Linked DNA regions of Sus scrofa: region 2 is linked to region 1. The links are chromatin contacts, called in public HiChIP or PLAC-seq maps. All regions are on one chromosome and are shown on one strand. The core of a region is the stretch at or near the end of the contact, and the rest is flanking DNA. Distances in the headings are between cores, read along the strand shown.

Region 1 (4,762 bases), core at 1,156-3,655:
TGCGGGTTCGGTCCCTGCCCTTGCTCAGTGGGTTAACGATCCGGCGTTGCCGTGAGCTGTGGTGTAGGTTGCAGATGCTGCTCGGATCCCGAGTTGCTGTGGCTCTGGCGTAGGCCGGTGGCTATAGCTCCGATTCAACCCCTAGCCTGGGAACCTCCATATGCCGCGGGAGCGGCCCAAGAAATAGCAACAACAACAACAACAACAAAAAAAAGACAAAAGACAAAAAAAAAAAAAAAAAAAAAAAAAAAAAAAGAGTGGTGTTTTATATCAGCAAGTCAGTATTTAGCCAAGCCAGATCAATGCTGAGAAGAACGTTAGATGTTTGAACATAAAGAGGTTGTTTCCCTTGCTCGGCCACATGCCAGGTCTGTAGCCGAAGAATCTTATAAATCCTCAAACGAACAAGCCTGGAGGTTTTATACTTTCTGTCACCCAGCTTACAAAATTCTTTCTTGCCAGCACGCTCGCAAACCTGATACCTAACATACATGGGTTTTGTATGCACTCTAAGTCATAGTTACTTTTGAGGAGTGACCAAAGCTGTCATCTGTCTTCCTTTTTTGCTTTTTTAGGGCTGCACTCTCAGCATATGGAAGTTCCCAGGCTAGGGGTTGAATCAGAGCTATACCCATAGCCACAGCAATGTGGGATCTGAACCACATCTGCGACCTACACCATAGCTCACGGCAACGCTGGATCCCCAACCTACTGAGTAAGGCCAGGGATTGAACCTGCATCCTCATGGATACTAGTAGGATTCATTTCCCATCCGCCACGACGGGAGCTCCCTGTCGTCTGTGCTGGGATGCTACCAGTCACTGCTGACCAGCTCCCTGTCCTGACCTGGTGGGAAGGCCTGCCTTTTCTTTCCCACCAGCCAGCTCTTTTCCTGCAGGCTTTGACTGCAAGGCTGCACCTCTGCTCTGCTCGGCTTCTTTTGTGACTCCAGTAGGGCTGGCACTTAGGTGAGTGAGAGCTTATCTGGATGCACAGGGTATTGTGTGTGTGCGTGCTTATGCGTGTGCATGTTTCTGGGACTGTCACAGCACCCTGCTTCGCCCAGCTTGTCAGGCTTCCATCCTGCAGCCAAACTCTTTTCTTTCCCTGCTTGCTCTTCCTCACCTATGCCCAGTGCATCAGCACATTTGGAATTCTTCAGAGAACATTTTATTCTTCTGTATTCTTGGTGGCGCTTCTGGTGGCAGATGTTTCTCCCTTATCAATGGAAGGTAACAGACTTAATCAGAACAGAGACGCCTCCCCATGGAACCGGCTCATTTTTCTCCCCTGCTGTTCCACCCAGTTGTGAGACCGGTCTGCAGCCTGGTAAAAGCTGGTGAGAGTGACAGGCTTGGCATTTTCTCTTCCTCATTCTAGCTGGTGTCTGCAGCAGCTGGCTTTTATTCTCCACTCCTCTTCACCCTCTTTGGGTGAAGGAATAGGCTTTTGATGGTGGCTGGCCTTTGACCCTTGCTTATTTGTCAGTGGTGGATGCTTTTATAGAGGTTGGTCCCATGAGCAGGAAGATGGGGGCCACGTAAAGTGTGTTGGATGGAGGGATGGCAGAAGGATTGTTTGCAGGCTCTTTGATCCAGGCTGGACCCAGTTCTTGTGTTCGCGTTCTTGCCGTTTGTGAAGATGATTTGCAAAACCCTCGGTAAGCTTCATGCTGTACTCTTGATGCCGCAGGCATGAGTTTCAGTCTTTGGTGGGAGGCATGAGTAGAAAAGGCATGAACTTTTTTTTTTTTTTAAGTGGGAAATCAATTTTTTTTATTGCACGAAAGAGTCTTTAAAATCTGTAGTGCTATACAGTTTTCAAAAGTTTTATGCATGTGATTTCACCTAATCCCATATTAACCCTTTTCTTTTTCCCTTACCCCTATATTGCCCCTCGCCCCACTAGTAACCACTCGTTTGTTCTCTCTGTGAGTCTGCTTCCTTTTTGTTTTATTCACTAGTTTGCTGAATTGTTTCAGATTCCATGTATAAGTGATATCATACAGTATTTGCCTTTCTGTCTGACTGCTTCACTTAGCAGAATGCTCTCCAAGTCCATCCGTGTTGCTGCCAAAGAGCCCTTAACATTTTTTGGGGGGGGTCTTTTTAGGGCTGCATCCGAGACCTATGGAGGTTCCGAAGCTAGGAGTCTAATCGGAGCTGTAGCTGCTGGCCTACGCCACAGCCACAGCAATGCTGCAACGCTAATCCTTAACCCACTGAGCAAGGCCAGGGATCGAACCCACAACCTCACGGTTCATAATCGGATTCATTAACCACTGAGCCATAACGGGAACTCAGGAGCCCTTAACTTCTTGACTTGCGGTTTCCCCCTGGTTCTTCCTTTCCTCCGAAGAGCCCAAGGCATGGACATGATGGGTAAATGCTACGTGTGGATACTTATGCGTCAGCAAACACACGCAGCAGTTGGATGGTCATAAACATGAATCATTTGGGCCCTAGCCTACAGAACATCGTGGAAAATCTTTGGCTTAAGAGAATAAGAACAGTTCAAACAACAGTTCCTTTTTCCCCCTTTCCTGAAGGAGGATGGTGAGGGGGAGCCAGAAGCGCTGGTGGAGGTGAGTCTGCTGGCTGGTAGCATGTACTCTTGAGAAGAGCAGTTTTAAATCTCTTTTAGTCCCCCCCCCTTTTTTTTTTTTTTTTTCTTCTGTTGACTGACTGTCAGGAGCTGGGAAGATGGCCAAGAAGGAAATGACACATCGAGAGGCATTTTTGTGTTGTGCAACATTCTGTGGAACTGATGCAAGGCTATATGGCCTGTTTACACATTCCTCCGCTCGCAGACGGCAGGGCAGTAATTGAAGTCAGCAGCACATGGCATGCTGCAGCAAGGAGCCCGGCCTTCACATCCTTTCATGGCAAATTATCGCAGCCGTTAAAACATGCTCGCGTCCCTCCTTTGCACTCCCCGCCTGCCTCCCCAGCCCCGCATGTGCTCTCTCACTGTGTTGGACATGGGTTTGCAAGGACTGCGGCTTGCCCAGTGAGAGCACCTTGTCCACAGACAGGGGTTGCCGTGGCTATATTGACTTGTAACTAAATCGAGCATGGCAGGTTTTCAAGCGATGTGGGCTCTGCAGACACACAGACTGGATCCCAGTGTGTCATCCGTTTCTGTCGCATTGAAAGTCAGAAATCATTCATTCTTAAAACAGGGACTTGAGAGGAAAACATACTGGGGGGGGGCTTTATTTATTTTATAAGAAAGAAGTTTTTCTTCCCAGGAGAATTCCTGGTAGATTACTGAACTACTTCTCTTTTGTTTGTACTGTAGCATTTTCTTCAGGAAGGGCTGGACCAGAGGAGACTGGGAAATACTTTAAAATAACAGAGAGAAAAAGATTCCTAATGTTGGTCTTTGGAGTCATACTTGTCCCTACCTGGCATGTGTCAACTAAAACTGATCTTTGGTCTTCCCATAAAATCTCAGAAGCTTGTATGTAGGCAAGTGTGGAAAATAATTGCTTGGAGTTCCTGTTGTGGCTCAGTGGAAATGAATCTGAGTAGTATGTATGAGGATGCGGGTTTGATCCCTGGCCTCGATCAATGGGTCAGGGATCTGGCATTGCCGTGGGCTGTGGTGTAGGTAGCAGACACGGCTGGGATCCTGGGTTGCTGTGGCTGTGGCATAGGCTGGCAGTTGTAGCTCTGACTCAACCCCTAGCCCGGGAACTTCTGTATGCTGGGGGTGTGGCCCTAAAAAGCCAAAAAGAAAAGAAGAGAAAAGAAAAGGATTGCTCATGTTTTTTGATAATTCTTGGAAATTGAGAGAGTGCATAAAAAAGCACATCCGTTGAAAATATCAATTCAAGGTTATATGTGACAGTTAAGAGTCTGAAGGAAGTAAGCAAGTGGGAGACTGAATTTGGGCTGCAGTGCTTAGGAGCAGAGGAAGGACTGCCTGTGTCTCTCCCAGATTTCTCTGTTGCTGTGCCCTGGTGACAAGATTCTTTGCTTATAGACAAAAGTTCATCATTAAAATCCAGGAGTACAGCTTACATCCAGACACCTCTGGAAAAGATAACTCAGACTTAAATTCATATTAAGGTAAAGAATAAGTCGGAGTTCCCTGGTGGCCTAGTGGTTAAGGGCTTGGTGCTTTCATTGCTAGGGCTTGGGCTCAATCTCTGCCATGCTGGAAAAAAAAAAGTCTAGAATCCTTTATTAGGAGGAGACTTGGGGAGATAAAGGGAGACAGATCAGCCATGTCCTGGGTACAGAAGTAAATAGAGAGCCAGGTAGGCAGGCAGGGCCTTTGCCGGCCTTCAAGGCAGCCATTGCCAACTTTAAGTGCTACAGTTTTGCTACAGGTCAGCCATAGCAGTGTGGATTCCTGATGCTGTTCAGGTCTAATGTATTCCTAAGAGGGCAGGATTCTATAATTTCAGGGTGTGAGGTTTCAGTTTTTATATTTCTGGATTTTCTCCTTTTGCAGATATTTCCCTTTTATAGAGTATTTCTTATCTAGTTTTGTTCTGGATGTTTACATCTAGTTTTGTTCTAGATGCACATATTTCCCTTTTAGGAAGTAATTCTCATCTAGTTTTGTTCCAGCTTTTTTTCTCTCCTGATTTTCAAATTATCATTTAGTTTCTTTTCTTTTATTATTGTAACTATTTTAATGTGTATATTTGCCTTAAAAAAATTCATCGTAATTTCTGTTTACCTCTTGGGATAATAGAAACTTAGCATACTTTAAACTGCAGTCACTCCCTCCCTTTTTTTTTGACCACAAT
Region 2 (4,762 bases), core at 1,082-3,581, 210 kb after region 1:
GGAGCAGAGGAGCAGAGCGGGACACAGCCGGCTGGGATTCCACTCTGGGATCGGATTTTCTTCTCTCACATACCGTCTTTAATCCAAGGACCTTAAAACCCTTTACAAATTTGCAAGGATTCAACCTCATCGTCTGCCCATGGGAGGGAAGAGGGGTTTGCTCATTTCGGGTCTAGGGGCCCCACAGCATGGAGAGTTTGAAGGACAGTGTTTCCAGGGCCAGCCAGTAAGAGAAGCTTTCCCTGGGCTCAGAGAAATCCCGGCTCCCACAGAGCCCCCCCGCCCCCAACCTCCCTGGGCCCACATCTCCACAAGCACAGCATACAAAAGTTGGTAAATAGTCAGCTAGGAAAAGGAAAGTTTCTATTAGTTACAAAAATAGATATATATTTTAAAATAAAAATTTAAAATAAAAGTGTAAACTATATAATATACAATACATTTCTTGAAAATTTAAAAATCAGAGTTCATTAAGATTCAGTTCCTTTGTACACAACAGCTTCATTTAATTCTCTTGCTTTGCCTTGACTGTGAAAAGTCAGCAATGCAGAAGAACGTTTTTTTTCCAGCAGAAGACAACTGAAGGGTTGTCTCTTTGGATGATGATGCGATGAGGAGAAGGGAAGGGCAGACGGAGTAGGGGAAGGAGAAGAAAGGGAGACGGAGAAGAGGAAAATGACCTTCTTCACCTTGCTTGAAATATTTTGTCTCCCGTTTACCTCAGAGCAGAGGGGTAGGAGCTCTGAGAGCTTTTGCTTCTGGTTGGGATTTTCCTTCTCAAGTTCGACTTTCTACAACCCAGGACCCTCAGGTCCTTTCTGGGGGTCTAAGGAGAGGGGATGTGACTTCAAGGCACAAAGGGCCTCATTTTCCTCCATGACTCCCTGGGTATCTACCCTGAGTGTTCTGCATTTGAAAGAGAAGCCTGGAGACACTGGCCCCCAAACCTCACCAGGACCTTTAGAAATTCTCTGCTCTATTGATAAAAGGCGACATCTTTTTTGGTCCCACAGAAGGGGTGTTAATGCACCCCAAGGATGGTAATTCCTTGCCGTTCACCTGGCACACCAGAGTTTGCAAAAAGCTGCCACATGTGCGAAACGTGAGGCCAGGCTCCACAAACGCTTAGCAGTTTCAGCACTACCATTCATTAACGGGATTAAATTAATAAATTAATTAAAGCAATTAAATTAAGTAATGAAGTATAGGTGATTTGAAATATTATATTAGTTTCAGGTGTGCAGCAGAGTGATTCAGTATTTTGACAGATCATCCTCCATTAAAAGTTAGGACAAAATAATGGCAGTAATTCCCTGTGCTGTCCGCTATGTCCTTATCGCTTATCTATTTTTTCCCACGGTAGTTTGCCTCTCTTAATCCTCTGCCCCTAAGTTGTCCCTACCCCATCTTTCTTTTTCTCACTCGTAACCACTGGTTCGTTCTTTGTAACTGTGAGTCTGATTCTTTTGGGTATATTTACTGGCTTATGTTATTTGTAGATTCCACATTCAAGTGCTATCATACAGTATTTGTCTTTCTCTGTCTGACATTTCACTTAGCATAATATCACTATCGCTCCATCCATGTTGCTGCAGACAGCACAATTTCATTCTTTTTCATGGCTGGGTGAATGCTCTTCATTTTAATTGTAAAATCTGTTGAAAGATGTTATTGATCCAAGCCCTTCTCTCCCAACTCTGAGAGGAATTATAAACCATCAGTAGCAGAGACTGGTCGTCATTGGTCTCTGCTAGCAAAGTCCCAGTCCTGGCAGTCAGATAATTCACATGTGAAATCATAATCACTCGGCTTTGCTTGGTTATTTCAGATTTATTGTCAACATCAGTAACATTGAACAGATGCATCCACCCGCCAACCTGATCCAGCTCACTTGGTCCTTTCACGGCACGGTCTAGACCCCCAGATCTTCTCAGGACAGTGGAAACCTGAGCAGTGATCTTCTTTCTCCTCCCCGCCTCTTCTCATTGCCCCCTCCCCTGCCCCGTTCTTTAAACACCCCAAACATAAAGACCAACAGACATCATACAAGAGAGCTTAATTCTGCAAAAGAAGTGAAAGGCACTCTCTGTACTTCTAGAAAATATGAATATCCTGATTCAATATACATCCTCATCTCCTCTAAGTGTGGGGCAATAGGCAGGGTAAGTTGGGGGATGGGCGGGGGAGGCTTATGAATTTTCGTCCTCAGTTACTCAACCGAGAGATGCTTTTCAGGGTGTTCCAGAAGGGAGGGGGGGGCACTGCAAGTCATACCATGTGTCACAGTGCCTCCCGTTGACTCATGGCCAGATCTTGAGAAAAATTCGCAGAAGTCAGGAAATTCCCGGCGAATGCTCTCATCTCACCCTCTGCTGACCCTGCAGGGAGAGCGTAGGTAGGGTCAGGGAAGTGTTTAAAAAAGGAAAAATCAGAGCCTTTCTGCTGCTTCTGCATGCTGGGGGCAGGGCAGAGTCCTCACAGATGCAGTATCGTCCTTGGGCCCCAGTGTCCTGGGGCGGCCAGCGTGGTCTGTGGCTTCATTCTTGACTTTTATTTTTGCAAGAGCGTTTCCCTCTCTCCTTGGCTTTGTTTCCCCTTGGAGAACAATGTCTTTCCTTCTGGGCTAAGCAAGATGCCCGAGACGTCCCCTTCCAATGGCCAGGGCCAAGTTTAAAGTTGGGGCTGCTCCTTTGAGCTTTGTGTATAATTGGACCTGGCACAAAGGCTTATCATTAGGAGGGATGGCATGACAGGAAGAAAAGGGAAAGCTCGGACTCAAATTAGAAAAGTTTTCCCCGGGAGAGACACAGCGGCACTGCTGGGAGGTCTGACATCCAAGGAATTTTTGAGAGAAAGGACGGGGCAGTAAGGGAACTCGGAGAGCCATCTCTTCGGAAGCTTTGCTTCGAAGTTCGGGGGCAGGGGAGGGGGTGGGATTGTGTTATAGGTGGCAACAGATGCCAGAGGCATCAGATGTGCAGAATGAGGGTCCTTCTAGGGGGGTGCGGAATGCTGAGAACGACAGGGTCATCTGTCTCCTAGATGTTTACCAAGCATGTCCAAAGCTGGCATTGCCACTTTGATCAGAGGTCAGTGGAGGGTCCGGAGGGATGCTGAGCCCTCTCGTCCGCTGGGCTGCTGACTCAGGGAACACCCTGGTCAGACCCTTGCTGCTTCTGGCCTTGGGAAATCGGGCCATCGCCCCACCCTCCTTCCCAGATGGGGTGCCCCTCTGCTTCCTTGTTCCCCATGGGTAAACAGCTTGGCATTGTCACAAACACAAGCCAGGGGGGTTGGGGGTCTTCTTCCCTGAGATGCTGGTCCAGCTGAGCTGGTGAGGGGACACATGTGTGTCTACCTGCCCCACCCCAGGGGGTCTTGGAGCCTAGTCGTGTGAACAGGACCCAGGGCCCCCAGGTGCCAGGCACAGCTGTCCTGGCCTCTCGCTCCCCCTGTGGATTTGCATCTGGGAGCTGGCAGTGCGGGGGCTCCAGTGATCTCCACTCCCAGCCAGACTGTCCCTCCCTTTTCACATTCTTGGTGGCGTCCCAGCTCTGTGGGACCCTGGGTTCTAAAACCTTTGGGTTGGTTCAGACTACCCAGCTGGCTCCACTCTGAACTCCTGGCCTTGTTAAAGCCCCAATGCTGTCTTTTACAGCCTGGCTCTTTCCATCAGGTTCATCAAGCAGCCAGTTTTTTTTTTTTTTTTTTTTTTTTTACAAGCGAGATGGCCCCTTGGGTGAGCTCTCTTATTGAGGGGGTGAGGTGGGCAGGGAGCCTGGGCTGCAACAGGGTCTGGTCTGTGCCGGTTACTGTAATTTTTTAAAGATAGTTTTAAAAAATAAAGTTCAAAGGTGAGTGCCCTTCCAGGAGAAAGGATTAAAAGGGTGGATTTGGAAATTGTTCAACCCTGGAGGCATTGCTAGGGAGCACAAGCTATTTTGAATTTTTCTTTGTGAGCCAAAATTGGTTATGGTGGGGGAATGGCTTTTTTATTCTGTCTTTCCTTTATTGTACACTGCAAACAGATTCCTGCCAAAAGATATACATGTATAAACATTGTGTCAAAAAAACAAAAAAAATCACATAAAGGGAGTTCCCGTTGTGGCTCAGTGGGTTAGGAATCTGACTAGTATCCATAAGGATGCAGGTTCGATCCCTGGCTTGATGAATGGGTTAAAGGATCTGGTGTTGCCTTGAGCTGCAGTTTAGGTTGCAGATGCACCTGGGATCCCATGTTGCTGTGGCTGTGGTGTAGACTGCTGGTGGTGGCTCTGATTTGACCCCTAGCCTGGGTATTTCCATATGCTGCGGGTGTGGCCCTAAAAAGAAAAAAACTCACATAAAGATATTATATATAGTCACAGATGTCTCCTTTCAAACGAGCATGCTCCTAAAGACAAATAGAGACATCCCTCACACCCTATATGTAAAAAACAGCCAATTTAGAAACTGGCAGAGCAACCCTGCCTGAGGGAGTAGCAAAGCTTGGCTCGGGGCTTAACAAACAATCCCATAAAACCCACGCTTGCTTTTAGTCAATGGTGATGCATGAAAGACCCAGGGTGTCCAACTTGAATCAGGGCAGGAGCCAGCCTTCACCAGATTGTCCGTAAAGGGTGGCAGGAAAGTTTCTTTCTGCTGAAATTCAATCTATTCCTAGAAGAAAAAAATTGCTTCTAATATTGGTTGGCTGGATTTCACGCTGGTGCCTTTTTCTGCTGGAATATCATTTTAGCTCCTCAAATGGCCAAGATGTGAC

The links. HiChIP or PLAC-seq counts read pairs in DNA pulled down with a chosen protein or histone mark.
Region 2: a contact with region 1 is called in an H3K27ac HiChIP or PLAC-seq map of alveolar macrophages. The contact joins two enhancer-like sites. A contact is called at or near these places in 2 of 47 Hi-C or Micro-C datasets (embryonic fibroblasts and fibroblasts) and 1 of 2 datasets of contacts at active chromatin or transcription factors (alveolar macrophages).

What each region holds. Positions count from the first base shown.
Region 1 is chr7:40,229,061-40,233,822 of Sscrofa11.1, forward strand. All of the region lies in intron 5 of RUNX2 (runt-related transcription factor 2), which reads left to right. Among named protein-coding and RNA genes, the nearest start is that of SUPT3H, 70 kb to the left of the region's middle. Within about 2 kb of position 2,406, at least 40 of the 83 cell types and tissues checked have an H3K27ac peak or open chromatin away from gene starts, as enhancers often do. A contact at or near this core is called in alveolar macrophages and embryonic fibroblasts, where this site is marked.
Region 2 is chr7:40,442,585-40,447,346 of Sscrofa11.1, forward strand. No RefSeq gene overlaps it. Among named protein-coding and RNA genes, the nearest start is that of SUPT3H, 280 kb to the left of the region's middle. Within about 2 kb of position 2,332, at least 11 of the 83 cell types and tissues checked have an H3K27ac peak or open chromatin away from gene starts, as enhancers often do. A contact at or near this core is called in alveolar macrophages and embryonic fibroblasts, where this site is marked.